7 separate regions of the Mus musculus genome follow, and regions 2, 3, 4, 5, 6 and 7 are each linked to region 1. Evidence: chromatin contacts called from public Hi-C, HiChIP or PLAC-seq and promoter capture Hi-C data. All regions are on one chromosome and are shown on one strand. The core of a region is the stretch at or near the end of the contact, and the rest is flanking DNA. Distances in the headings are between cores, read along the strand shown.

Region 1 (4,111 bases), core at 1,045-3,544:
TTGCCTCCTGAGTGCTGGGATTAAAGTAGAGCACCACTCCACCCTGCCTTTTTTTCATTTGCTCTATCCACAGAACAGAGGCCTTAAGCAATTTTAAAATTTTTATTTGGTGGAAGAGGTCTTCTTGCAGTGCTAAGGACTGAAACCAGAGGTCACATCAGCAGGCCCTGGCTCTGTGAGCTAGAATCTCACTATGCAAGGGCTAGAGAGAGGTGGCTCAGAGATTGAGAGCACTTGTTACTTTTTGTGATGGTTTGTATATTCTTGGCCCAGGGAGTGGCCCTATTAGGAGGTGTGGCCTTGTTGGGATAGGTGTGGCCTTGCTGGAGGAAGTCACTGTGGGGGTGGGCTTTGACACTCCTCCTAGCTGCCAGAGAGATTCAATCTAGAAGATGAGGATATGGAACTCTCAGCTACTCCTGCACCATGCCTGCCCTGATACTAATGTACCAAACCTCTAAGCCTGTAAGCCAGCCCCAACTAAATGGTGGCTTTATAAGAGTTGCCTTGGACATGGTGTCTGTTCACAGCAATAAAACCCTAACTAAGACACGCTTACAAAGGACTTGGGGTTAGAGTTTCTAGCACTCAATCGTAGTTCACATGCTAGCACTGGGCATTCCTAAGGGACAAATACATACATGCACCGGGGAGGCAGAAACAGGTGGATCTGAGTTCAAGGCCAGCCTGGTCTATAGAGTGAGTTTCAGGAGCTCCAGCTACATATTGAGACCCTGTCTTAGGGGAAAAAAAAAAAGAAGATGAAACAATGTGTCACGCTAGCAGCCTGGTATGGGTTGAAAATCCCAATGTTGCCCAGGCTAGCTTTGGTTTTGTTGCTTTTGGTTTTGAGACCTCCTGTCTCAGCCTCCAGTGTTGGGACTAAGAGCATCATCCAATCTATTCTGTCCAATTTACTCCCCTGCTATCTCAAGATACTGTTAAACCTGTCTTCAGTCACAGCTCCAGCTTGGTTCTCACTGGCATTGCTGATCAGAACTACTGTTCATGCTCCCGAAATGGTCTATTTACTCCCAGTAAACCTCTTATCTTTCTCCAATCTCATCACACCATTAAGCCTGAGGGATCAAGTCCTCTTTTGCACCACATTCTGGAGGAGAGAGAAAACTATCGCTGGCTTCCTATTAATTTTAAAGTAAAAGCTTCAACTTCCTGCAAATCTTCATGACTTCCAGGTTCATCCCATACCATATTCACTTTAAGCTAGCGCTCTCGCTCTCGCTCTCTCTCTCCCCCCACACCGGCTCTTTGTGTCTCCCTCATCTTTCCGACTGATAGAACCTGCTGTTCTGTGCAGAACGTTCTCCCTTCCTCTCTTCCCCTAATTAGAACCGTCCCATCAGATAGGAACCGCTCAGATGTCTTTTCCTTTAAAAAGCCTTCAAGTTTATATTAGTAACTCACAGCAAGAGGCATCGCTTGTTTAGGTAGTCTTCCGATCAAATGGTTTTTGTTTAACATCAAATTTGTTTAACACGTTTCCCACACTCTGGGGTAGAGGACCATATTTCTTCAGAATGACCCCCAAACGCACTGCACAATAAATATCATTTGGACCACTTTCGAGAAGACCTGGCACGCAAGCATGATTGTTCGATTTCTCAACTAAACTGTGCTTCGGAAGAACCATCTGATACTTTCCTCATCACTGGCTGTCTCGGGGACATAAATTAAAGCCCTTTTAAAAAGACGGCTAAATCAGTGACAACTAAGTCCGCCGCCTCAGCCAAGTCCGGCACTGAAGCCTGGAGGCCAGGACTCGGGCCAGCACAGAGCTAGACGCAGAATTGGCATCCTGCAGAGCAGCTGTCAAGGGATAGCCGTCTGAGGGTTCGAGTCCTGGAGCCAGAGATGCCAAAGCTCCGCTCCAGCCTACCAAGGGACTTCTCTTTCCGGCGACACCTCCTGCCACCCCATGCTGCTAAGGCTGATAGCTGAAAAGGGCAGGCTCAGGCCTATCACCACCTCGCACCTTCCAGATTGGAACAGCCACCCGCCTGATTCCCCACACACTCACTCCGCGTCCGCGCCTAGCAGGACAGCCGCTTCATAGCTAGGAACGCCAAACCTGCTCCGCTCGTTCTCACCCACGATGCACTGCGCGCCCGAGGGGGCGGGGGAGAACGCCAGCTCCGCGACCCAATCCCAGAGTCGCCTTCTCGTGACGTCATCAGAATGGGACCAATCACAAGAGTGTATTCAGAGGGCTTTCCAGAAGGAAATGTTAGAAGCCAATTGGTTGCTCCTCTCCGGAAGTTCTGGAGGAAGAACTCAGTTGGAACCAATTGCGCGGCGCCTCCGGTCGGCGGCGCGGTTAGTGGCGGCGCCGAGGAGAGTGGCTGCCGCCATGATCGAGCAGCAGAAGCGTAAGGGCCCGGAGCTACCCCTGGTTCCCGTCAAGCGGCCGCGACATGAGTTGCTGTTGGGAGCGGCAGGAGCCGGCCCCGGAGCGGGGCCGCAGCAGGCGACTCCAGGGGCATTGCTGCAGGCGGTAAGTGGGGAGTCATCCCGCCTTTGGCCCTCCGCCCCTCTTCCTACGGATGATGTCGCCTCTGAGGGAACGGAAAGACAGTGAGCCTGAAGTTAAAATAGGCTTCTGTGAAGGTGCCTGGTGTTCTCTGTGTGGTTCATACGTGTTTCCCTAGTAGACGCCTGTTTTCAGCCCTTCAGTGGCATTGAATCATTTAAAACCTTGGCCTCAAAATCAAGACCCAAGCTTCCGCATCCTAAATCTTCAGGGGTTTAGCATAAAAGAAACATTCAGGAAAGTTTGCAGAGTGGACGAATGAATGAGAGGGGAGGCAATGGAAATGAATGATAGCTCGCTTTACTACCTGGTAGAACTTTTTTCTTTCTCTGCATTTATAATTGTAATTAACACTCGTTGGATGTTATCTTGGATGTTTTGCGTGTGAAATTTCCATTAACCATGGTACCTGACTGAAAGAAGCTGTTACTTTGCAAATGGGGAAGGCAAACTTTTTTGTATCCAGAAGATCCATGGCTCCAAGCCAGTGTAGGCTATTTATTATGGCAAAGTCCTGTTGAAAGAGAGAAGAGAAGAGATCTGTGTAACTATGATCTTTTTTTTTACCTTCTTGTTAAAACTGTTTTTATGTCATCTGACATCACTGCAGGTAGAGCTTAATTTAGTATTCCTGGTTTTTGTCTTTGAACCAAGGATTGGTTATTAATCCAGTAGCCAGGGGAATCATGGAAATATTAAGTCACATGGTATACTCTGCTGAAAACATTATGTTGGCTTTCTATTGTGCGTTTTTTTAAAAATCAAATTCTCTGTAATAATCCCCTCCTTACCTTGTTCATCTACCAGTTTTCTGGCATGTCACTTGGCTCAAGACACCGACTTATAATGTTCTTTCTTTCCTTGGTGCTTTTGCTGGAATGTTCTTTTAAATGCCCACATGGTCAGCTGTTTGCTCTTTCAAATCTTTGCTCAGACACCAGGTTTTCAGAGGGGCTTTCCTGACCACTGTGTTTCAAGTTGGAGTGTCCTGTAATCTGGAACCCATACTGTTTCTTCCCATGGCACTCAGCACTGGGTGGCTCTGTGTGCCTTTCTCTCACTTTCCACTAGAATGCAAGGTCTACTGTTTTACTGAGTGCTGTTTTAGGCGTGTGTGTGTGAGTGTGTGTGTGTGTGTGAGTGTGAGTGTGTGTGTGTGTGTTTCATATGTGGGGAGGGGGAACTCAGTGGCCAGAAAAGAATGTTGGATCCTCTGACCCTAAAGTTACAGCCCTTGAAAGCTGCCCATTGTGGATGCTGGGAACTGGACTTGGGTCCTTTAGAAGAGCAGTAAGTGCTCTTAACCACTGAGCCATCTCTTTAGCCAACATGTGACACTTTTTGAATAAAAATGTTGGATGAGTATGATCTTGGTACATTATTTGCATTTATGGATATATCAAAATGAAACCCATTGCTTATAGATAGTACATGATAATAAAAATAAGTAAGTCTGCCGGAATCTGCTAAAGAGATTTCAGGATTATTGGTAGTACACTTGTTCTTATTTAATGAGTAAGATTGCCTAGGTTTATTCTCCAAGATCATAATCAAATCTACTTT
Region 2 (3,743 bases), core at 631-3,130, 1.9 Mb after region 1:
GAGGCCAGCCTGGTCTACAGAGTGAGTTCCAGGACAGCCAGGGCTATTCAGAGAAACCCTGTCTGGAAACCCCAAAAAAAAAAAAAAAAAAAAAAAAAAGAAAGAAAGAAAAGAAAAGAAACTGGTGAGGAGCCCAGTGGTGCTACCCTCTGTCCATCAAGGGGCCCTTCTATAATCCAAGTGTTCATTTATCGCCACACACTTTATTTGACACATGCACCTACTGTGGAGCAGTGGCTAGCTTGAAAACCAGGCTGGCCTCAAACTCAGAAACTGACTTGCCTCTGCCTCCCGAGAGTAGGGGCCAATGGTTTGAGCCAAGATACCCATCCACCCTACCCATCCACCCAATGCTTCCTTAAATACAAATTACCATCTCAATCCTCAGTTTTCATGCCTTTCCACTGAACACTGAATAAAATCCACCCCCCATTTCCACCTGTCCCTTCCTGTCCCCTAACCAAACTTCAGCCTTACTGCTCATCTAGTCTTTTTTTTTGTTTGCTTGTTTTTTTGAGACAGGGTTTCTCTGTGTAGCCCTGGCTGTCCTGGAACTCACTCTGTAGACCAGGCTGGCCTCAAACTCAGAAATCTTGCCCATGCCTCCCAAGTGCTGGGATTAAAGGCATGAGCTAGCACTGCCTAGCGCCTGTAAACTCTTAAGGACAATGATGACTGACTTCCCCAACAGGATATACCCAGCACACAGCAAAAAACAAAAACAAAAACAAAAAAACAGTTTAGTACATCCAAGGATGCAAGCACAAAAACTGATTGGCCAAACTCTGAGAACCATGATAGAAAAATAAAGCTGGGGCTTGAGAGGTGGCTTTCTCTCGAACCTGGCAGTCTTGCAGAGGGCCTGGGTCAATGCCAGCAGTCACATGGTGGCTCACAACTATCTGTAACTTCAATTGCAAGGCTTCAGATACCCTCTTCTGACCTCTTTGTGCACCAGGAATGCACATGGTGTACATATATAAATGCAGACAAAACACTTTTCCGCATAAAATAAATCCAAAAAGAAAAATAAGGTTATAAACAGTTTGCCACTTAATGGTTAAGCCCTTGCATCCAGGATTTTGGACCAAGAGGGTGGATGAGCCTAATGGGATGAAGATACAAAGATAGAATGGATTCTTTATGGGCAGGAACCGTTGATAGCTCTGAGATGTCAGACTTCTATACACTCGTTTGCGAGATCTCTATTTTACTAAGAATCCTTGCCGGGGACTGAAACTGCCTGTTGCTTACATGCCTAGCAAAAAAAAAAAAAAAAAAAGTACTCAAATCTCAGGGCTTAGTGGTTTAACAGTTACTGTACCAGCCCGGGCTTTGGAGTAAGAATTTTCAATTCAAGTTGAGAACCTACATCCCTTAGGAATTTCACGTTTCTTCCACTATTACATGACATACTCCAAGTGAGGGACTGAACCAGTCCCTCACAGACAGCTCTCGTCCAAGTGTATGTTGACTACAGATTAACTAATAGGCACAATCAGCTTCTCTAGTCTCCAAGTTCTCGTGCTGGTTGAGAGTCCCATAGTTGGTATCTATGCAGAACTGCGGTCCCATCCTTATAGCACCACAAAGGCACCAACCAAAAATGGCGACTTGGAAGCTCTCCGAGGCCGTCGGTTACCGGTCACGCTCGTGAAAGAGATGAGTCGTAAAGAAACATCTAGGACAGGGATTCACGCCGTGGTAGGGGACGCAGAGTAGACCCACGCCACCAGCAAGCCACACAGAGCAGAAAGCCCGACCTGCCAAGCCAGGCGCTGGGCTCACAGTCCTACCACGTGTTGTAGTACCATCTGCGCCTGCGCTAGTGAGGCGCGCGCCCGGCGGCCGGAAGAGCCGCGCGTTTCCGGGTTGGAGGCGGGGAGCGGTGCCGGAAGTGCTTGGGGAGGGCCGCGCAGTCGGACCGGCTGCTGAGACGAAAGCTTCACTGGGGCAGTCTCCGCATATCATGGGGAGATAGACGCTGCTGCCTGTGAGTCTTGGGCCCTGGCAGTTGAGGACGAAGAGCGGGAGGAGGGTGTCAGGACCCAGACCCACAGCGGGTCAGTGCTGGAAGAACTAGGCTGTGGAAGAGACGGGGCTGAGGAGCCCAGGCTCTTGGGACGGGACTTGAGGGGTTCGGGCTCGCAGAAGCAGCGGCTGTTGGGGACTCGAGCTCTGAATGAGAGACTTAGGAAACGGGGACGGATGTGGATTCTGCAGCATCTGAGGGAAAGCCTTCTGAGAGGGACAGGATGGTGAGGATCCCGCACTTTATAGGAGGCGAGGGTAGGAACGAAACGGGGCGTGAAGACACAGGCTCCAGAGAGGTAAAAGTGGAGCCCGAGAGGACTCGGGCTCCTAAGAGACAGAAGCGGGACAGTAAAGTCCCAGCTCCTAAGGATTCAGAAACCGGGCAGCAAAGACTTGAGGACTGGAGCTAGAGAAGGAGGCAGAGAAGACTTGAATTTGAAAGGGAATCGAAGCGGGCAGTGAGGACTGGGTCTTCTTTGGGGACAAGATCCGGGCTTTCAGACTCAAGAGTTTCTGGAGGGACAGAGATGTAAGGACCCGAGCTCCTAAAAGTGAAGGAACTAGGGGGTCCTTAACGGCTGGGAGATCAGCCTTCAAGGGAGAAAAGTTGAAAAGGTTTAGCGATCTGTTCTCTGTACCCGGAGGATTAGGATATATATATTCGGGGGAAGACTTCTTGGCGCTGCCTATTTGGCTTTTGGCATTTAGGCTTTTTCTTGTGTCCGTTACTTAACCTAGAAAAGCCACATGAAACGTCTTCGTTTTTCTTCATTATTGTGAATCAGATGTGAAGCTGAAAGCAGTTTGAACTCAGTTATATACTTGATAAGTACCTTAAGCCCTGTTCCATTCAGCCCCCGTTGAGCACAGATCTCTATATCACTAGCAAACTGTCATAGATGGAAGGGCAGCAAAAGAACACTTTGAATTCTTTTACATTTAAGAAAAAGAGGATGCAAAGAGGGATTAGGATCACTGTGAGCCAGATTCTTAGGTTATACAGTACTCTACCATGTACATCGAAGAAGAGATGCTTGCTTGAAATTATTTGAATAAATGCTTTTAGAATCTCTACCCTCAAACTCAGAAGGGATTTTTTTCTAACGGATTTTAATATTTTAGTACCTATTATGTATGGCATTGGCATAAATGTTACAAGGGAGGAAACAAACTTTTAAGTGAAAAGTCTTTTATTTATTTTATTTATTTATAAATTTTATTTTTCAATAAGATGTTGAGAAATTCACAAGTAAATGTGGCCTAGAACATTTTCTAGGGATTGCTTTTAGAAGAGTGACTTGGACCCTGTCATTTCCCTTCATAAAGACCCAGGACTGAAACCTACTCAGATGAATCGTGCACAACTTAAGCACTTTGGGCTTTTTGTTCTGTTTTCTTTTGGTTTGTTTGTTTGTTTGTTTGTTTGTTTTCAAGACAGGGTTTTCTGTGTAGCCCTGGCTGTCCTGGAACTCACTGTGTAGACCAGGCTGGCTTCAAAGTCAAGTCCACCTGCCTCTGCCTCGGAGCGTTCGGTTTAAAGGTGTGCACCTCCACCATGAACAACTTAAACACTTTTAAGTATTCCACCCCTTCCTTATCACAGCCCCACAGTTAAGTATGGTTAGTCCTGTTGTCTGTCCAGAGAGGTTAAGGGGTTTGTCATAAAGTACTGAGTAGCTTATCTGCAAATGTGCCTCCAAAGCTTTCTT
Region 3 (4,228 bases), core at 1,506-4,005, 2.0 Mb after region 1:
GACACAGTCGCTCCTATTTCATGGTTGAGGAACTGGACACTCGGAAAGGTAAATTCACTTGCTCACGTCCATACACCAAAGGACAGGCAGGAAAAGCACACAAGCATTTTTTTTTAAAAAATAGGGAAAAAAGTCTGCCATTTGTGGTGGCACACACCTGTCATCCCAGAACACAGGAAGCTGACCAAGACTGACCAGGCCACAGAGCAAGACCCTGTCTCACCCTTGCCACCCAAATACTATAACCCAGGTTGGAATTTAAGATGGCCCAAGCCAAGTCCCTTAGAATTCCTGATGGGTTTGGCCAAATTCAAAAAGCAGAAAGCAAAAGTCAAGGGAGGGAAAAGACGGCAGCTGGGATTTGCCTAGAAGGACTGTAGCCGGATCCAACAGGTCCCCCACTGAGAGGAGAGACCCTGAGATACCCCAGTTGTCTTTGAGCCACACATTCCTCATCTGTACCTGGGCAACTCTAGATACTGCACAAACCCAGAAGCAGGGCAGGGAAGGGCAGCACCTTCCAAAAGGTGGGGCCAGCTGGGCGCGGTGGGCAGAGGCAGGGTTTGTGATTGCCACACTTCAAGGCCAGCCAACAAAAATCTAGTGAGACATACCCTGCTTCAAGAAATGAGCCAGGACAACAGGCGTGGTGGCGCACACCTTTAATCCCAGCACTCGGGAGGCAGAGGCAGGTGGATTTCTGAGTTCAAGGCCAGCCTGCTCTATAGAGTGAGTTCCAGGACAGCCAGGGCTATACAGAGAAACCCTGTCTCGAAAAAAAACCAAAAAACAACAACAACAAAAAAAAAAGAAATGGAGAGATGGCTCAGTGCTGGCCACTCTTCAAGACCATCCAGGTGTGGTTCCTAGCACACAGGCTGCTCACAGCCACCTCTAACTCCAGTCCCAGGGGATTCAATGCTCTCTTCTGGCCTCTCTGGGCCAATGCATGTGGTACCTGGGCATACATGCAGGAAAGCACTCAAACATACACACACACAACCCTAAAAAGACTTGTCTTCTGTCACTGTAATCACACCCCCTACTTCCACTCCCTGGGATTCATCTTCAGGGAATTTAAAAACTGGGAGAAAAACGGACAAGACTCAGAATAAAATCCAGGAAGGAGTCAACTTTCATTAATAAGCACCTACGGTGTATGACCCCGTTAAGAGTTCAGACCTGTCCCCATGTCAGGAATAGAATTGCACACCATCCATGGGTGAGATGACAGCTGAGAGGATGCCCCCCATACACACACACACACACACACACACACACACACACACCCAGGACTGGAGCTGCTCACAGCCTTACCTGCTAAGTCAAAGGGGTGGGTAGACTAGGTTAGACAACCCACCAGGAGGAGGGTTTTCCAGTTACTCCCACTTCTGGAGCATTTGGTAACCCCAGCGGTGGTCCCTCCCTTCCCCCCACACTCAGAACTTTCCAGCTAGACTTAGGGAAGAATATCTCTGTGAGAAAGGCTACCAGGAGAGAAGGCAAAGCCTGGGCAGGCTGCTGCTGTGTGCGGCCAGTAACTAACTGAGAACTGAGCACGCTCAAGCCACACCAGGAAGTCCATCACCCAGGTCCAGAAGTAAGTGATACAGCCTCGGGCTATCTGTTAATTTTTTTTTCCTAGAGAGAGAGGGGCAATAGTTCTGGGGGATGTTTGAGTAACTAGCTTTGCACAGATTATAGGACACATTACTTTCCCTTTAAAGGCAAGGAGACTAAGGTTTAAGAGAACCTAGTGGGACCTGCCCGATCCAGACTCCTGCTCTTGGTTGCCTCTGCAACCAGAACCTGGTGAATCACTTCTAACTCATCTTTTCTGAGCTCCATTAGCATGCTCTTCTTGGGTGACGCAGCCTTCTCTGTATCCTCCACACCCTCCCCACAAGCACCAATGTCTATGACCCAAACTCTTCGAGTGGTTGCATGTGCTGTATGTACCCCATGTCTGGATCACCCTGATTCTGTTACCCCAAACATATTAAAATCTCACCTGGAAAGCTATCCCCAACCCTCCACAGCCCGGTTACGGCTTCTGCTTTGGAGTTTCCGGGTCTGTTTCATACCCTCAGCTTGTCCCACGGCACACGTGGTCGGAGGACTTAATTTAGGATGAACCAAAGACGTGGCAGCAGCGACGTTCAAGTTCCACGGGCATACTTTGCTGATCTCAGGAGACCCTAACTGTGGACCCACGGAAGACTCGCCTGGGAGCCCCTGCGTCCCGCAAAGGTCACGGAGACCCGCCTTTGTCACCATTGTTCCCCAGCGGCACGGAACAACCGGGTGACACGGGGTTGAAGAGGGTTAAGGACAGGCCACGGTCTGTGAACGCTGCTGGCCCCTCCCCACCGGCGGCTCCCCAAGTTCCCCGCCGCCGCGCGCGCCCGGGTCCCCGCGCATCAGTCGTTTGAATCTCCCGCCACGGAGCGGAGTGCGCGCCCCAAGCGCGACGGCTAAGGGGCCCGAGCGCCGGCGAGGCGGGGCCCACGCGGGCCGGAGCTCGTGCGCCTGGAGCGCCGCCGGCTTCACGTGCAGCCCGCCATGTAGGTTGCGATCTCGGCCTACCACGACCTCGCGCACCTCCGGGTTTCCCGTCCCCAGGGCTCCCTACGAACCGGAGCGCGACCTACCTCGGGACAGGGCGGCCACAAGCAACTCCGGCGCTCGGCGGCCGGCGGTGAACTGCCCCGAGCATGCGCTCTGCGGGCCTCCGGCCGCGACCCTGGCCAGAAGGGAAAACACAGAGCCGGGCGGCCCCTGGCGGCCACCGCGGGAAGTGCGAGCGGCTGCTCCTAGTTTGTACACAGCATTCTGTACTTGGGAGATTTCCTCCCCAAAGTGGGATGAGTGGACAAATAACCAACTGGAGGAACTACTAGAATTCCTGTTTGTTTAGGAAAATCTGGTGCGTGAGGTCTGCACGGAACAAAACAAGGCTGATGGTTCTTGTTTTCAAATTATATATGCAGAAGGCTCAAAAGACCCCAATCTATACAGAGCCATCTGATTCAGTCTAGGTAGGGCTCAGGAACGGCTAATTAGTCTAAGTGGAAGAGGCATTCAGGATGAATAACATTTCCTTATTTATTATATGTATGAGTGCTTTTCATGTAGGTACATCTGTGTACCACGTATGTATACAGTTCAAAGGCCAGAAAGAGAGCATTGGTTGCAGTAGAACTGGCGTTACAAATGGATGCGACCTGCCATGTATGTGCTAGAATGGGATTCCCATCTTCTGCATGAGCAACAAGCACCCTTAACCACTGAGCCATCTTTCCTGTCCCAGAGAGGTGACATTTGCAATGACAGAGAGTAAGACATGTGAAACTGCCATATAGTCTGAAAGTAGAGGGTAAAGGTCTAGTCTACGGGGACAGTGTGTGATTATGGGAAGGTTCTGCTCACAAGATGAAATGTTCACAACTTTAATGGACTTTGGGTAAAGTGTAACCAAGAATGGAGAGGCAAAGAGCAAGCAGGAAGTAGATTCGGTAATGCCTGGGTTGGTGGCACCGCCTACAATCCCATCATTCCAGAAGCTGAGGCAGGAGGGATACATAGTGAGATTCTATCCCATAAAGAAAGAAGAAGAAGAAGGAAAAAAACCTGGGGCGAGAAGAGGGGCACTGGTTGTAGTTCAGTGGCTGAGTGCTTTGTCTAAGTGTGCGGTGCAAGGCTCAACTACAAGATAGTAAGGGAAGGAGGGGGGAGTAAGGGCTGGGAGCAGGAAAAGATGACTCAGAGCTGGGAATTGTTGGAGTTGGGAGCTAACACCAGAAGCAGAACACTGTGAAAAATGGCTTAGGGCTGGAGAGATGGCTCAGTGGTTAAGAACCCTTGGCTGCTCTGGCAGAGGTCCTGAGTTCAATTCCCAGCAACCACATGGTGGCTCACGACCATTTATAAAAGGGATCTGATGCCCTCTTCTGGCCTGAAGGTGTACGCACTCCTACACTAAAAAACAAATTTAAAAAAGGAAGAAGGAGGAGGAGGAGGAGGAGGAGGAGGAGGAGGAGGAGGGGCTGGAGAGATGGCTCAGCAAGTAAGAGCACTGACTTCTGAAGGTCCAGAGTTCCAATCCCAGCAACCACATGGTGGCTCACAACCACCCGTAATGAGATCTGACGTCCTCTTGCGAGTCAGAAGACAGCTACAGTGTACTTATGTATAATAATAAATAAATCTTTGCTGGACGTGGTGGCGC
Region 4 (3,651 bases), core at 46-2,545, 1.6 Mb after region 1:
GCGCCCGGCGGAGCGAGCGGGGCCGTCGGCGGGGCCGGCCGGGCGCCTCTCCGTCGAGGGCGCGGGCGGAGGCGGGTCGCGGGGTCCGGGGCGGGGCTCAGCCATCCCGCGCCCTTCCTGCAGCCGGCCCGGGGCGCAGCGGGGGTGCAGGGGTCCGGGCCGGGTCTGCAGGGCCTCGGGCCGGGGTCGCTCCGTGCTAGGCCCGGGACGGGCGCCGCTGCCGCTTCTCTCCGGGACACCGGGGACCGAGACCGGACGCCCGGACCCCGCTGCCCGCGGCCTCCCGGCGCCGGGACCAGGGCACAAGGCCTCCTGGAGCGGCTCCAGCGTGCGGCCCCGACCCCGGGGCGGTGCTGTTCTGGCCCGGACGCGGCCCACGGAGGCCTCGGGCGGAGGAGGCTGGAAAAGAGGCCAGGCGGCGGGAAAGGGGGATGATTCATCCCCGGGAGCCCGAATCGGAAACACCGCAATCTGGGAACAGCCTTGCCTGGGCCGGCGAGCGATCCAGGAGGAGAGTCCGTCCGGCGAGGACCTGCGTCCAGCACTGGCAGTCCCCTGCCTCCAGCCCCGGCTCTAGCCCGGCCGTGGGGGGAGGGGGAGGCCTCTTCTGGAGGAGTGGAGAAGAATCCTGGACAAAGTCCGCCGTTGCCTCCTCTGCTCTGACTGGCTGGTCTCGGCCAGAGCGGTTTTTCCCAGAGTCTAGCTCAAGTCTCTCCTGCTGCAGCTCCAGTGCCGGCTGAGGAAGTCTGCAAGGAGGGGGCGAGCAAGGAGAAGCCGGAGTCAGAGACACCTCCGCCGGCCCTCGCTGCGGTATGTAAAGCGCAGTAAGGGGGAGGTGGGGCGCGCGCGCGCGAGCCCCGCAGCCCCGGGCGATCCGAGTACCCCCTCCCCTGGTTACTTCGGGGCGGCCACGTGCGGGGGGTGGGGTCGAGCTCGGGAGGTACTTACCCCGGCCGCGATCGCAAGGGGGGCCCGCGCGGGTGGGCGGGCGGGCGGGCGAGCAGAGCGCGCGCAGGCTGCAGGAGCCCCGCAGCCCCGGCTGCACCCGAGCCCCGCAGCCCCCTCCCTGCGCACCGCCCGCGGGCCCGGCCAACGCTGGCTCCCAGCTCCGCTGCGGAAAACCCGAGCGGGGGCGGCTCCCTGCCTTGCGGCCCCGGGAAAATCCGGGGGTGGCCGCCAGGGATCTCCAAGCGGCCGGCCGAGGCGGCCCCGCGCATCCCTCCCCCGGAGCCCGGCCCGTCGGGTCAGTGTCTGCCTCTCTGCTCTTCCCCGCAGAGCGCCCGGACGACCGCGCGATGACGGCCGGGAGCCCCGGAGACGGCGGCGCGCGCAGGAGCCCCGAGGGCCGCGTTTCGCGCCTGGGCCGCCGCTTGGGCCGGCGGAGGCGGCCGCGCTCCCCGCCAGAGCCGCTGCGGGTGCGGGCTCGGCTGCGGCTGCGTTCGCCGTCGGGGGCGTTCGCGGCGCTGGGCGCGCTCGTGGTGCTGGTGGGCATGGGCATCGCCGTGGCCGGCTACTGGCCCGGCCGCGCCTCCCACACCCACGCCCCGAGGACCGGCCGCGCGCACGGGCCGCACGAGCGCCTGCGGCTGCTGGGACCGGTAATCATGGGCGTCGGCCTGTTCGTGTTCATCTGTGCCAACACATTGCTCTACGAGAACCGCGACCTGGAGACCCGGCGTCTCCGCCGGGGCATGCTGAGGGCTCAGGCGCTGCGGCCGCCCGACGGCCCAGGCTGGGACGCGCTGCTGCCCAGTCCCGCGCATGGGTCCCCGGGCGCCGTCGCGGAACCCGAAACTTGGGACCTGGCCCCGAGGAGGGGCCCCTCGCCCGTCCCGTCGGTGCGCAGCCTGCGCTCTGAACCTGCCAACCCTCGATCGGGGCTGCCTGCCCTGCTCCACAGCTACCCGTTGAAGGGCCCGGGGCTGCCACCACCCTGGGGTCCTCGGACTCAGACTGGACACGTGATCATCACGGTGCAGCCCTCTGGTTCCTGCATCGAGCACTCCAAGTCTCTGGACCTGGGCCTAGGGGAGCTTCTTCTGGGGGCGCCAGCAACTCGGGACTGTGCCCACCGAAGCTGGCCACGGCTGGACCGACTCAGTTTGGGGGGCTATGCCAAATTAGGCGGAGATTTGGGGGCCCGGGTCTGAGGTTCAAGGTATAACCTGCTGTGAGGCTACCAGTGTGGACCATGGGACTGGGACACCAGAAGTCCAGTGCCCAATAGCTGCTCCAGTCACCTCCGAGGCTAGGATGGATATTGTGGTGGCAGCAGCCGCCAAGGCTGCTGACCTGCATGTGTAGCAGTGCCAGCTGCACCGAACGAGCTCCAGGGGCATGTGTTAATGTGGACACCAGCATGATTCAGCCTCAGGAATTTCTTCAGCCCATGTGGCCTTAGCCCAGGACCGGCACCTGAAGGGCTGCAGGGTAGGCCAAGAGCACCGTGAGATGCACAGGGTTCCTTGGCAAACAACAGTGGTAGGTTGGGATGTCCCAGGCTGGGACAGGCTCCGTCTAAGTTGGTAGTCCTGGTGGAAATGGGACCACCGGGGGAAGGTGGGCGATGAGGTGGAATGAGACCCTCTGCAGCTGTCTGGGGCAGTGACCGCAACTCTAACTGCCACCACCTCAGGTCTGTTCTTCCTTCAGTCAAGTGGCTCTGTCCCGGCAGGGCTAACTACTGCCAAAGCCCTGACCCTGGGATCGGACTGCTCCCCTGGAGACAGGTCGGTCTGACCTGTGTGCAAAGCCTCCCCCAGCTGGCAGAGGCACCCTCCAGTTCTCAGCACTTCCTTCCCACTGCACCCTAGCCCAGTGTGGGTAGCTCACTGCACTCGGCGGCGGCGGCAGCTTCCCTTCCCAGGTATTAAATTAATTTTCCCATGCTTTTGTTAGAAGAGAACTTTAAAAGTGGATCAATCCTCACAGTCAGGCTTTTTTTTTTTTTTTTAAAGTTTATTGAAAAATGCCATACAAGAAGCAAGACCAAACACCTAAACACTACAGCCACATCTGTCACTACGAAAGGCGCAGACAGCAGGCCCAGTTACTGCCTATCTCACCTAGGGGGTTTTCGGTTGGACTCTGCCGGCATAGTTCCTATTTTGTCAAATGTAAACAACTACTTGATACGATTCATAATTTTTAAAAAATTTACAAAGCTCCTTCATTTTTGTCATGAAAATAATATATCTGAGAGAGATTTGTAAAAACAACCAGCCTAGGGCTGATATTTCCCATGAGCGAGCACTGGGGGTGCTGGCTAGGCCATAGCTACAGCTCCATTTCTCAGAATGGGCCAGGGCCCTCAGACCCCAGAATACATCCCCGGAATACATTGCTGGCCTGGGGGGAAGGGCCCCCGGAGTCAGCCTCCTTGGGAATATAGGGCTTGATTGTGGGTGGGTGGCAGAGATCTCATGTGGTTTGAAGGAAATCTACTTCTGAAGTAAAAATAAAACTGCAGTTGGGACTGTTACTGTGGTGTGCCTGAGTCACTTTGGGGAAAGTCCTGCCAAGTCTCTGACCCTGGAGATGGGACTCCCCTCCCCCTGCCCCTCAATCTTTCTACCTGGACAGAGCCTGTTCTTCACACACAACTGCAGAAAGAAAGAAAATCCAAACAATTACCATATCCCAGGATCTGTT
Region 5 (3,660 bases), core at 405-2,904, 1.5 Mb after region 1:
AGTTACTGTGTATAAAAAAGTGTGTTATAAGACAAAATGGTCTTAAGTGCTTTTCATATGCTTCTGAAATGACTAAAATATAGTGAGACAAAAATCAGGTGTAAGCCGGGCGTGGTGGTGCACGCCTTTAATCCCAGCACTCGGGAGGCAGAGGCAGGTGGATTTCTGAGTTCGAGGCCAGCCTGGTCTACAGAGTGAGTTCCAGGACAGTCAGGGCTATACAGAGAAACCCTGTCTCAAAAAAAAAAAAAAAAAAAAAAAAAAAAATCAGGTGTGATGCACACCTGCAATTGACAATCACAGTTCTTAGAAAGGCTTTTACAGGTTAGTCAAAGGCCATTAGACATAGAAAGTTCTTGTCTTAAAAAAGAAAAGCCAAGTGCTGTATGGTAAATTAACTTCTAAAGGAATACTTAAGAAACTGCCTCTAGAAAGGAAAGCAGAAGATGCAGAAGAGAAAACTTTACCCAGCACATCAGTTAAAGTGGAAATGCAGTAAAGAGACTAAACCCCTCAGTGATTCCTGGGCAAAGCTGAAAAGGAACCTTTCATTACTGAGCACCCACATGCCCCAGCACAGTTCATTACATTTGGTTATTTTGGCAATACACTGGACATCTATAGATTATAATCTTGCAGGTTAGAAATTTTTTCTGAGCTGGCAGAGATGGGGTACACCTTTAACTCTAGCACTTGGGAAGCAGGCAGGTTTGAAGCCAGCCTGGTCCACAGAGGGAGTTCCGGGACAGCCGGGGATATACAGAAAAACCCTTTCTCAAAATGAATAAACAAAAAAAGAAAATAGTAATTTTCTGTCGTGCTTAATCTAACTACAAGGCACTAAACTGAACGGACATAGTTTGGCACATGCTTTTAATCCCAGCCAATAGGCAGACAGGCAAAGTTTCAGGCCAGCCTGGTCTACAGGGCTATTTCTAGGACAGTCAGAACTTTTTTGTTTAAGGATTTATTTTATGTGTATGAGTACAGTGTAGCTGTTTTTAGACAGACACCCTAGAAGAGGGCATCCGATTCCCATTACAGATGGTTGTGAGCCACCATGTGGTTGCTGGCAATTGAACTCAGGACCTCTGGCAGTCAGTGCTTTAAAAAATAAAAATTAAATCTGAGATGTAACTCAGAGATAGGGCACTTGTTAACATCCGTATGGCCCTGAGTTCGATCCACAACACCGCAAAATAATACCGAACCAATTATTGGAACACTTTTACATACCTAGTATCGACACTGTAGAGACAACCCTGAAAGTACAAGGAAGATAAAAGAGACTCAAAGATCCGAGAGAAAGGAAAATGGGCCCAAGGTCATGGATCCACTAACTTCCCACAGGGACGTTTACCGAAAACCACCCCAAAACAGAAAGTCTACCAGAGCAAAGGACAAAGGCGGGAACACCCGCTCGGCGCGCACCCGCGCAGGCACTTCCGGGGGAAGTGCCGCTGCCACGGCGAGCTCGCGAGAGGACGTGCTGCAGCTGTCGCTCACTCGGCCAGGTCCCGCCCCGCGCCGGCGCGCCTCCAGTAAAGCCCCGCCCCCGCCCCTGACCAGGCGGGAAGCGGGCGCGCGCTCCCTCCCGTTCCCCTCCGCCGGGGGGGGGGGGGTAGGGAGACGGGGGCGCGCGTTCTCGAGCTGCGTGCTCGCGTACGTCGCCGGGCTTCGGCTGCGTCCGTCCCGCCGCCCGCCCGTTACCGCCGCCGCCGCGTTTTCCCTTCGCCGGCCGCCGCCTGAGGGGGGCCGGGGCCAGCTGCCGCCGCCGGAATGCCGCGGGTGTACATCGGCCGCCTGAGCTACCAGGCCCGGGAGCGCGATGTGGAGCGCTTCTTTAAGGGCTACGGGAAGATCCTGGAGGTGGATCTGAAGAACGGGTGAGGAGGGCGGCGGAGGGGCCGGCCGGGGGGCTGACAGGGCCGCGGCTGTGGCTAGGAGGCCGCGGGGACGCGAGCGCGGCGCTCGCTGGGCGCTAAGCCGCCGCCGGCCTCCTCCGCTCCGCCATGGCGGCGGTGCCTCGGGGGCGCGGGTAGGCCCGGCTCCCACTGCGCCTGCGCGGGCGGGGGTGGTGGCGGGATAATGGGGACGGAGGCCCGGGTTAGACTGGGGCTCCGGGCGCCGGGGAGGCCTGGGTTTCCGTCGCTGGACTATGGGTCCGAGGCGGCCCTTTCCCGCTCTGGGGCTGCCAGGAGCAGATGAGGGTTCCGGCCCTCTTCTCCCCGTTCCCCAGCCTGACCGGCCAGAGGCTTCCCGGCGTGTGTTTCTGAGGACTGGAGCTCTGGCTTTTTCGCGTGCCACACTTTGGGCGGGAGACACTAGTTTTTGTAGTGCAGTGACAGTTTCGAAAGTACTGGCTTGCCGCGCTTCAAGCCTTGACCGCTCCCTTTCCGAGAGTAAATTAAAGTCCTAGCTCGTTATCTTGGGGAGTCCTTACAGAGTTTTCCACGTTGTGGTTTCGGCTCTCCAACTTGCCGGAAAATGATTGCTGTCGTAGGATTTTTTGAGTGGGTAAGGGCCATCCTGGCCAGGTCTGCGTCGGCTGCTGGTGCAAGTGGAGACACATCTCCAAATTGCCTACTTAACAGCTTTCCCCGTACAATCTGGGCTTGTATTTCTAATCTGCTTTGGCGAAGCAAGGCTAGCAGGGACTACCAGGTTCGGGGAAAACGGGTGAGTTGTCATGCCTAGAGATTGTACGAGCATCTTTTGCTTGGGAGCTGAGAATTATTAGGTAGGACTTGAAAGGCATTAAGCACCGGAACGGCGTCGGAAGCACTAAACCTTGGGTGTTAGGGGAACCCTTGGTTTTTGCTGTGTTTATTTCTTGCCTGTTTTGTTTTTTTCGACTTTGTGTTTGGTCCAATGAGACCAGTAGTAATTGACATTTGAGAAGACATACACTTTAGTATGAATGGCAAATGAACCAGCAGGTTCTCAAAGCTGTCTAGATTTCGAATAATTGACACTTAAAAGACTCTCCTTGCTGAGAACAAGACTTCGATAAAATGTTTATGAATCCTGGATTCGATTCACAAAGACAATTTCTCATTTTTGTTCTTACAGAGCGAACCAGCTGGCATGAGAGTATTGTTTTTGTGATATTTAACCTTACATGTGAGAGATTAACCGACCCCCCTTACCCCCTCCCTTTTGTAGGGGAAAAACAAGGGGTTTGGAAGACAGATAAGTCTGAGTCAAACCTTGCTCCTCAATTTAAGTTTCTTTGAGCAAGTGACTTAGTTTCTCTGAACCTGTTTTCTCATTCATAAAAAGGAAGGTCAGGTAGAAAAAGTATAAAGCTTTCGCCATCCTCTGTAATAGAGTCATTAAGCAGCATCTTAGCCCCTTAGTGTTTGCTAGCAGTATATTTGGTGAGGTCTCTTTTCTCAAGGAGTGGGTGAGTGTTGAAAAAGGTAGTAGGGCAAAACTGATCACTTGCTCGGGTTACTAATGCGCCAACAGGATCCCCTGCACTGCAACAGCTGCACTGCAGGAATTGAGGAAGGAGACAGAACAGTTTCTGACTAACCTGCTGTGACTGACATGCCTTTTGAGTCAAGGAATGCTTGTTCTCACTTAAAACTCAGACAACTAAAATGTAGGATAGTTTACTAAAATTGATTTTCTTTTTCTATTATTTTTACTTTTATG
Region 6 (4,013 bases), core at 653-3,152, 1.5 Mb after region 1:
GGAATCAGTGCTGTTGTGACCTTATACTAAGTCATTTCTGATCATTGGTACTGAACAAGTGGGTACCGCAGAGAGAGAGAGAGAAAGCCACCTCATCAGGCTCATGGCAAGTGTTCTTGCACAACATCCTTATACTTGCTGTCTGCTTCTCACCTGCTGCCAAGGGCAGCGATGCTGTGAGCAGAGGAATTTTATGATCTATCTAAATAGATCTAAACAAAGCCAAAGTAAAGTAGTGTTGGACTTGTTTTGTTTTGTTTTTAATCTTCTTGATAAGCTTCACTTTGTCAGATGTAATGGGGCATGCCTTTTATCCCAGCACTGGAAGCAGAGGCTGGTGGGTCTCTATTATGAGTTCAAGGCCAGACAGGGTTATAGTAAGACCTTTTCTTAAGAAAGGAAGGAAGGAAAGAAAAGAAAGAAAGAGAGAAAGAAAGAAAAGACAGACCTCCGTTAAATGGTCAATTCCCTGATGACTCATTTTACCTAGGAAGGGAAAAGGCAGCCACAGTGTCATATGCAATTAAGTGACTGAGGCGGTTTTAGCTTGTGAAAGTGTTTAAAAGACCCCACAGAGCACATGGGCGGGTGTTCTGAAAACACGTCCTGTTAAGTAACTAGGTGTGTCTGCTTTAGTTTGTTGGGGGTTTTGTTTTTTTGTTTTTTGTTTTTTTAATGGAGAGTCAGTGCCTCTTAAAGTTTGAATGCCACTCAGATATTTCAGCATAAAAAATAGCTCTAAAACAGAGGGTGGACCAGGACCACCAAGATAGCCCAGTGGGTAAAGGCATCTTCTGCTAAGGCTGGCCACCTGAGTCCAATCCTTGGGACAGACACACTTGATGAAAGAAAGGAACCAGCTCCTACAGTTGCCCATGCTGCACACATAACTCTCCGGAGGCTGGAGAGAGGCTCACAGGTTAAGAGCTCTTCTTCCAAAGACCCTGAGTTCAATTCCCAGCAACCAGATGGTGGATCATAACCATCTTTAAAGAGATCTGGTGCCCTTTTCTGGCATACATGCAGAACATTGTAAAATTTAATTCTCCAAAGCTTGACCTGCACGTTGTCACCTTGAGAAGATTTGTTTTGAAACAAACAAGTAGGTAGACACAGTGGTACATGCTGAGTAAGTCAAGAGGATGGGAAATTGAAGGCCAGCCAGAGTTACACTGTGAACCCCTGCCTAACCACCCAACCCCACCCCCAACATTTCCTGAGATGATGATGATGATGTTGTCGTTGTTGTTCCTCCTGGCAAGTCTTGGGGCCTGTGTCCAATGTCAGCATGTTTGAGCACAGAGGATCATCATTTGCACAAGCTTGTCAGAGTCTAAAGAATTGGCTTGTAACTCTTGTGATTGGGCAGGATCCAAAAGATGATTTTGGTTTTAATATAGACAGTGCTCACAAAGCAGGCCTTTCATAGACCAAACTAAAATTTATTCAAGAGACTTTAACCTTGCTTGTAAGTATTTTACAGATTCTGTACTTAGCTTAACTAGTCTGTAGCAGGTATTAAAAGGATTTAGGGGGTGGGGAGGGCTTCCCCCACATGTATTAAACCACCCTATCTCTGCTCGAAAGTACCTGGTAATATGATATAAATAAGCTGGTACAGTTGTATGTAGATCATGTCAGCCTTTCCAGACATCATGGAAACAAACTTGGAATCACACAGGGAAGTAAATAGCGAGTAATTAGAAGAGTTAGTTAGTAGAATTAGTCATTAGAAGAGTTAGTAATTAGAAGAATTAGTTCAGTTGTGACTAGTTTGTTTAGGTAGGAAACCAGGAACCTTGAAAAAACTTTTGACAAGAGAGACTTCCGACACTGACCTACCTCCTTTCCTTTGACTGTGACTCAGCAGTCAGTGCATCAGGGGCCAGCTGCACCTAGTACAGACACCACTTGTAAGAGTGCAAGCGGGTGAGTTCTTGCTGATTCCTTAAACCAAGTAGCCCTTGGAGGTATTTGCTGCTGCTGCTTCCTATAGACTTAACACAGCCTTCTGACTCCTGCAGTTAGTTGCCTGTTGGCACAAAGACAAGGTGGTTTTGGCTACAGAAAAGAGAAAGTTGGCCCTTAGTTTGCAACCCCCAGCCTGTGCTAAGCATGAACCTCGTTGATTTCTGACACGTTAGTGAAGCTGGATGCCCCGATGCCAACCAGGTTTTGTTTGCTCTCTCACAGGTATGGCTTTGTGGAGTTTGATGATCTGCGTGATGCAGACGATGCTGTTTATGAACTGAACGGCAAAGACCTGTGTGGCGAGCGAGTCATTGTTGAGCACGCTCGAGGCCCGCGGCGGGATGGCAGCTACGGCTCGGGACGCAGTAAGCATGTGAAGGATAGATGTACCAATAACATACCTCGGTTTTAAATGCTAATTTTTAATGTATTTCAGTATTTTATTTAAAGGTAGATATTTAAGCTGTTTCTATACGAATATATCTTTTAAAATACAGATTGTAAATATTTGATGTCATGAGTTTCTTTTAATACTTTAAAACATTTTCTTCTGTAATACAACTTGACATATATTTAACAAAGACCTCAATTTTAATTAAAAGAATCCTTTGAGGTTAAGATGACCACCTATTCTACTTGCTGACCTTGGTCACCTTTCCATTTGGCTGACCAAAAAATAGGAAGCCATTCAGTGACTACAATCATACCCCATAGACCTGGGTGCAAGCAAGTCTATTTATTCAGACACAGATGAGATGAACTGAAATGGGTGCCTGCATCTTTTTCTTTCCATAAAAATTATTCACAAAAACTTTAATGACTAGGGGTAATAGTAGTAACTGATTTAATAATTTGCCTTTTCTAAATTATGTTTCTTATTTTATACATGCTAATTTAAAATATAAATATTAACTAGTGAATGTGTATGCCTAAAAACTTACTGAAATTTTGTGTTTAAACTTGAATTAAAGGTGAGGCTTTAGTTAAAATACACATGCTATTGTTTAGAAAGGGGGGATTGAGTTACATAGTTTAAGAGTGTGCTGTGTCATCTCCTCTTACACTCTATGATGTTGTCTGTTTGAACCTCCTAAAGGTGGATATGGTTATCGAAGAAGTGGCCGAGATAAATACGGTCCCCCTACTCGCACAGAATACAGACTTATTGTGGAGAATTTGTCAAGTCGATGCAGCTGGCAGGACCTAAAGGTTTGGACCTAGTTAACTTTCTAAGGTTGGGCATGGGTAAGAGGAGGAAGCAAGTCTTATTTATTCAGGCCTGGGAGTGTAAAAGCCGGTACTAAAACCTCACTCATACTTTCCTTACGTGGATGCCAACTGCTCCAAGGAATCATTTGTATTCCATGGAATTTTCCCCTGCAGACAGTGTTCTAGAGAGATGGCAGGGTGGAGCTGCATAGAAGAGGCTAAAAACCTATGTTTCTGTAAACCCGAGCTGGAACCTGACTGACTTCAGCTTCCAGTGTGGGTCCACACAGTGAGACTATCCAGCATGTGGTGTCCTTAGTTATGATTGTGTGCATAGATAATTGGTTGAGATGAAAATAGACCAGCTGGAAGTGGGTGGGGGTCGACCCATCTTTTAAGAACTATTTATTATGGGCTGGCCAAGGCTGCACACACCTTAATCCCAGCACTTGGGGGTTAGAGGCAAGCAGAGCTCGGTAAAATTGGAGGCCAACCTGACCTACACAGTGAGTTCCAGGCCAGTCGGGACTACATAGTGAGACTCAGTCAAAGAAATAAAATATTTTAAAAAGGAAGAGAAAGGAAGGAAAGAAGATTTTATTCAAAAATTCCAAGATCTAGCTAGGAGTTTTGGGAGGGGGAGGGGTGGGGTTCAATTCCCAGCATCCATATGGCAGCTCACTGCTGTCTGTAACTCTAGGATCTGAATCTGACGTTTGCACACAAGCAAAACACCAATGTGCAAATAATAATAATAATAATAATAATAATAATAGACTTGAGTTGGACTGGGCTGTAACTTGGAGCTGAACACTTAAACCTGGCCAGTGCCT
Region 7 (3,930 bases), core at 903-3,402, 1.9 Mb after region 1:
AGCCCTCTACCTGGCCCTACCTGCAACCGCAATCATTCTTGGTCTGAATGTCAACTGTGTTCAACAGTGTTTTAGCCTCCTTTAACAAACACATTAGCCAAAAGAGCTATGCACAAAGTTGTTCTCTACAGATACTAAACAACCAAAAATCACCATCTAGCGCCCCACTGTCTCACTTTGAAATAGTTTTAATACACAAAGAGCCTCACTGGAGACAAAAGAGAAGTAAGTTTTGTATAGGTGAGGTTCAGGTGATCATTCACTAGAATTTCCTCACTACATTATCATCCCAATTTCCCTAAAAGACAAGGTTTTGTTTTCTTTAGAGCTCAGGCTAAACTCTGGCCAATATTCTTAAGCTGTGCACTAATCCTTTCCTGGCAAACAAGGGGCAATTACTCATGCCAGCATAACAGCTCTTATACAACTCGCGTTATCAGTAATGCAGTCTCAGAGCACATGCTTTGTTGACCACACAGCTTATATCTTTAATGTTTTATATAACAAATTAGTAAGTTGTATTAGGAGTCAGCCACACACACACACACACACACACCCAAACACACCCAAACACAAAAGTGAGACAGGGCAGAGAAAGTCTAACAGTACACTGTCCCCTCAGATAATATAGAACAATTTACTACTCACCGGCCTTGCCTGTGGGCTCAAGTAAGGTTCGAAATCATCATCATTTAGTCCATCCTTTTGATGCACAGAACCATTTTGTACTAGAGGGGAAAAGTTAAATTAGCAATGCCCTGGTCCGAAGAGCTCCCTTCCAAACCCATCCATCAGTTTACATTCACACCAGGAAGAAACCATGCTAGTTCCAAGAGTCACTTGGTTTGAAACTCCGGGGAATAACGATGAGCGCCAGGGCTGAAGCAAGAGCCGGACAGTGAAAAAGAGTCTCCACCCCAGAGCGAGCTGATCTTTTTAAAAGGTCAGTGTATTGGCTCCTTCGAATTTCAATTCCCTCCGGCTTTCTCTCCCCGCTTCCTTCACATGTGAGTGACTTCCAGAAAGTGCTCCACGAGGAGGAAACACAAAGGGCTCCTAAGACCTACGAGAAAACTAAGGACCTGGTGCTTCTCAAAATGCATTCCACCCCCGGCCGCTCATGAATTACTCGTTGTTAACGAAAAAAGCTGCCCGCCAGCTGCAGGGCCACACCAAAAGGGGCGACCGCCCCGCGCGCGGCACCTGCGACCCGAGCGGCTTCGGAAAGGTCCTTTCCCCGGGGCGCGTCCTCGAGCCACCGCCCCCACGGCCCGGCGGACCCCCCTCCCCATCCCGGCCGGCGGCCACCCGGAGGAGCGGGGTCTTACCTTTGTTTCCTTGACCTTTTGGTCTCTGCGAGAGGAGGGGACGTCGCCGAGCAGCAAGTCGTCCGAGAAGAAAACGGAAAAGGAAAGACAAATGAACGCGGGGCCCGAGCAGGGAAGAAAGGAACCGGCCTGGGGGGGACGCGTGGTGAGGGGGAGGCGGGGACGAGCGCTAGGCCGGCGGGGCAGCCCCGGCAGCCCGGCCACCCGGCAGCCACACGAGGGAAAGAGAGGAAACGAGGAAGGGAAGCCCGGGCCGCTACTGGGAGGGAGCGCGGCGCGGCCGGCCCGGCCCGGGGAGGAGCGGGAAGAGCGGGCCGGGCGGGAGACTCAGGGCGCGGCCGGTCTGAGGCCCGAATCCCGAGCCGCGAGAGGCGCCCGCCGCGGCCCGGCCAGGAGCGGCGGGCCCGGGCCTAGTCGGGCCCCGTCTCGCCTCACACAATGGCCGAGACATGCGGGCTGGGCCTGTACCTGCTCCAAGAGGCTGCTGGCCGACATGGCTCTCGGATCCTCACGGGGAACGACGGCGGCGGACTCCTCGTCGGGACAGCGGCGGCGGCGGATGAGCCCCGACGACGGGAGCAGAGGGTGCGGCGGCGGCTTTTGTCCCTGACACTCGGAGCCTCGCCTCGGCGGACGCAGCAGAGACACAGCGCGCGACTCGGGCTCCGGCTCCGATCCGGCGACGCTCTAGGCCGCCGAGCTCAACGCCCGTCTCTATGCTCCGGAGCGCGCGCCCGCCCCCTCGCAGCCCGAATGGGGGAGGCCGAGCGGCAGAGGCGGGCGGCGCGCGCGGCGCGAGCGCTGACTCTCACAGTCGCTGACCCACGCGGAAGGGCCCGGCGCGAAGCATCTCGGGAAGGGAGAGCCGCGCCCGTGGCGCCCTCTGCTGGGCTGGAGGAGCGGAAGCGGTGCGCGCGCGGTCTCCCCGCCCCCACCGCCGCCGCTTTGGGCCTAGGAGCCCTGGGTGGCACCGGGGGTCACCACTGGAGTTTTTTGGCAAACACCTAGAGAATAATTGTTTTGTCTTAAGAAAACACGCAGAAGCCCCTTTCTTAATGGGGCAGAGGCTTCTACTCTGTGTAGGACTTGAGCCCTAACTCATAACTGCATTTGATAACTCTCCCCCAATTTGAAAAGGAACCAGAAGAGAGGTCCTAAGAGCTCACAGGGAAAACTTCATGGAGGTCGGCCCAGAAGACACCCGCGCCCTTCCTTAAGACTATTGTCACCTTCCTTCCTCAGGGACTTGAAAAAAACACCCAGGAGCAGTACTTCCACTAAATATTAAAAAGCCGGCCCTCACTGCCCTGCACACAAGACATTTACCCCTTTGACTTTTGAGGGAGAAAAATATACACTCTCTTTTTTTCAGAGAAGTCAGTGACCCCAAAATAATCTAGTAAACTCTGGACTTTATTCCCAAGAAAAAGACACCTCACCCGTATGCACAGTGTCACACACACTTTCTTGAAGTCTGTTGGACCCTAAGAGGAAATATTCGTGATCTAAGGACTGGAAAATGAACGCTATTCCAGTATGTGCTGTGTGCAGGGCTTTGTCATTAAGTGCTTTCTGACACATTAAATTTAAAGACTTTCAACAAGTTCAAAGTGCCTATCAAACAATGTTACAGCTGGGAAAAGGGAGATTAAGCATGCTGCCAAAGTTATCAAGTTATTAAATAGATCTGTGCTTTTGACACAAAGAACAACATAATATCATTCTTCAACAGCTAGAAAAGAAATCCTGTATTCATGAGCTAAGATTCACTGGAGAGCCAAAGGATGAGCAAAGGCAGGTTTTTTTTTGTTTGTAGGGTTTTTTGTTTGTGTTTTGAGACAGGGTGCCTCTAGCTGTCCTCAAACTCACTAGGTAGACCAGGCTAGCCTTGAACTCAGAATTCTGCCTGCCTCTGCCTCCTAAATGCTGTTATCAAAGGCATGCACCACCAAAGGCATTTTTAATTTAAAAAAAAAAAAATCACGAGCTGGGCGTAGTGGTGCATGCCTTTAGTCCCAGCACTCGGGAGGCAGAGGCAGGCAGATTTCTGAGTTCGAGGCCAGCCCGGTCTACAAAGTGAGTGCCAGGACAGCCAGGGCTACACAGAGAAACCCTGTCTCAAAAAACAAACAAACAAACAAAAAAAAAATCACTCTGGACAAGGATATTTAGTAGTAGGTTTTGCTATTGCAAATGGTAGACACCTGAGCAATGCACTATTGTTAACCTAATGCCATCTGCTTGCTAGATAGAGAAGGTTTGGATTTGACAGATTCAGGAGGAAAAAGCCAAGACTCTTGGATTTTACTTTGTAAACCGCTCAAAGTAAGTGCAAAGCATTTCTTGTCTGCTTATACTCACATTTATGGCTTAAGTGAATAAGATCAGACACCAAAGTTAAAGAACTCTTAGTAAAATGTCACATCTCAGGGTGGAGAGCCCATTAATTGAATGAGAGAAGCCTAGTAATGGTTTTTTTATGAAAGATAATTAGCCAGTCAACCTCATGGCTCAGCTTTGTATATAAACTGTATCAGCAATTGCTTGCATTTAGAGACAGCTTGATTTTGTAAAAAGAGAATTAGACTAGACATCATCTCCT

The links. Promoter capture Hi-C pulls out the DNA fragments that hold promoters and counts their contacts. A called contact is a pair of places that touch in the nucleus more often than the background predicts. HiChIP or PLAC-seq counts read pairs in DNA pulled down with a chosen protein or histone mark.
Region 2: a promoter capture Hi-C map of pre-B cells shows a contact between it and region 1, with 5 times the contacts expected there. The contact joins the promoter of Taf12 here to the promoter of Snrnp40 in region 1. A contact is called at or near these places in 3 of 39 promoter capture datasets (hippocampal neurons, liver and pre-B cells) and 1 of 115 datasets of contacts at active chromatin or transcription factors (astrocytes).
Region 3: a contact with region 1 is called in a promoter capture Hi-C map of pre-B cells, with 4 times the contacts expected there. The contact joins the promoter of Rcc1 here to the promoter of Snrnp40 in region 1.
Region 4: an H3K4me3 HiChIP or PLAC-seq map of embryonic forebrain shows a contact between it and region 1, with 2.6 times the contacts expected there. The contact joins the promoter of Tmem200b here to the promoter of Snrnp40 in region 1. A contact is called at or near these places in 1 of 39 promoter capture datasets (liver) and 2 of 115 datasets of contacts at active chromatin or transcription factors (embryonic forebrain and large pre-B cells).
Region 5: a contact with region 1 is called in a promoter capture Hi-C map of pre-B cells, with 4 times the contacts expected there. The contact joins the promoter of Srsf4 here to the promoter of Snrnp40 in region 1. A contact is called at or near these places in 3 of 39 promoter capture datasets (hippocampal neurons, liver and pre-B cells) and 4 of 115 datasets of contacts at active chromatin or transcription factors (astrocytes, pro-B cells and stem cell-derived neural progenitor cells).
Region 6: a promoter capture Hi-C map of liver shows a contact between it and region 1, with 4 times the contacts expected there. The contact joins the enhancer-like site here to the promoter of Snrnp40 in region 1. A contact is called at or near these places in 3 of 39 promoter capture datasets (hippocampal neurons, liver and pre-B cells) and 3 of 115 datasets of contacts at active chromatin or transcription factors (astrocytes, pro-B cells and stem cell-derived neural progenitor cells).
Region 7: a Hi-C map of B cells shows a contact between it and region 1, with 6 read pairs. The contact joins the promoter of Ythdf2 here to the promoter of Snrnp40 in region 1. A contact is called at or near these places in 2 of 39 promoter capture datasets (hippocampal neurons and pre-B cells) and 1 of 484 Hi-C or Micro-C datasets (B cells).

Annotation. Positions count from the first base shown.
Region 1 is chr4:130,357,838-130,361,948 of GRCm38.p6, forward strand. Snrnp40 (small nuclear ribonucleoprotein 40 (U5)) reads left to right here and starts at 2,295. Exons shown (of 10, transcript NM_025645.2): 1 at 2,295-2,512. The coding sequence starts at 2,369. It overlaps Zcchc17 (zinc finger, CCHC domain containing 17), which reads right to left and starts at 2,155. Exons shown (of 8, transcript NM_153160.5): 1 at 2,039-2,155.
Region 2 is chr4:132,272,495-132,276,237 of GRCm38.p6, forward strand. Taf12 (TATA-box binding protein associated factor 12) reads left to right here and starts at 1,881. Exons shown (of 6, transcript NM_025579.3): 1 at 1,881-1,993.
Region 3 is chr4:132,342,995-132,347,222 of GRCm38.p6, forward strand. Rcc1 (regulator of chromosome condensation 1) reads right to left here and starts at 2,756. Exons shown (of 10, transcript NM_133878.3): 1 at 2,652-2,756. RefSeq lists a cis regulatory region at 2,311-3,158.
Region 4 is chr4:131,920,476-131,924,126 of GRCm38.p6, forward strand. Tmem200b (transmembrane protein 200B) reads left to right here and starts at 1,296. Exons shown (of 1, transcript NM_001201367.1): 1 at 1,296-2,665. The coding sequence starts at 1,296. The coding sequence ends at 2,150. It overlaps Epb41 (erythrocyte membrane protein band 4.1), which reads right to left. Exons shown (of 21, transcript NM_183428.3): 21 at 2,954-3,651.
Region 5 is chr4:131,871,985-131,875,644 of GRCm38.p6, forward strand. It overlaps Srsf4 (serine and arginine-rich splicing factor 4), which reads left to right and starts at 1,655. Exons shown (of 6, transcript NM_020587.2): 1 at 1,655-1,886. The coding sequence starts at 1,780.
Region 6 is chr4:131,889,014-131,893,026 of GRCm38.p6, forward strand. Srsf4 (serine and arginine-rich splicing factor 4) reads left to right here. Exons shown (of 6, transcript NM_020587.2): 2 at 2,194-2,336; 3 at 3,068-3,180. Among named protein-coding and RNA genes, the nearest start is that of Srsf4, 17 kb to the left of the region's middle. Within about 2 kb of position 1,903, at least 14 of the 459 cell types and tissues checked have an H3K27ac peak or open chromatin away from gene starts, as enhancers often do. A contact at or near this core is called in liver, where this site is marked.
Region 7 is chr4:132,210,104-132,214,033 of GRCm38.p6, forward strand. It overlaps Ythdf2 (YTH N6-methyladenosine RNA binding protein 2), which reads right to left and starts at 2,153. Exons shown (of 5, transcript NM_145393.4): 1 at 1,797-2,153; 2 at 1,329-1,353; 3 at 649-728. The coding sequence starts at 1,823.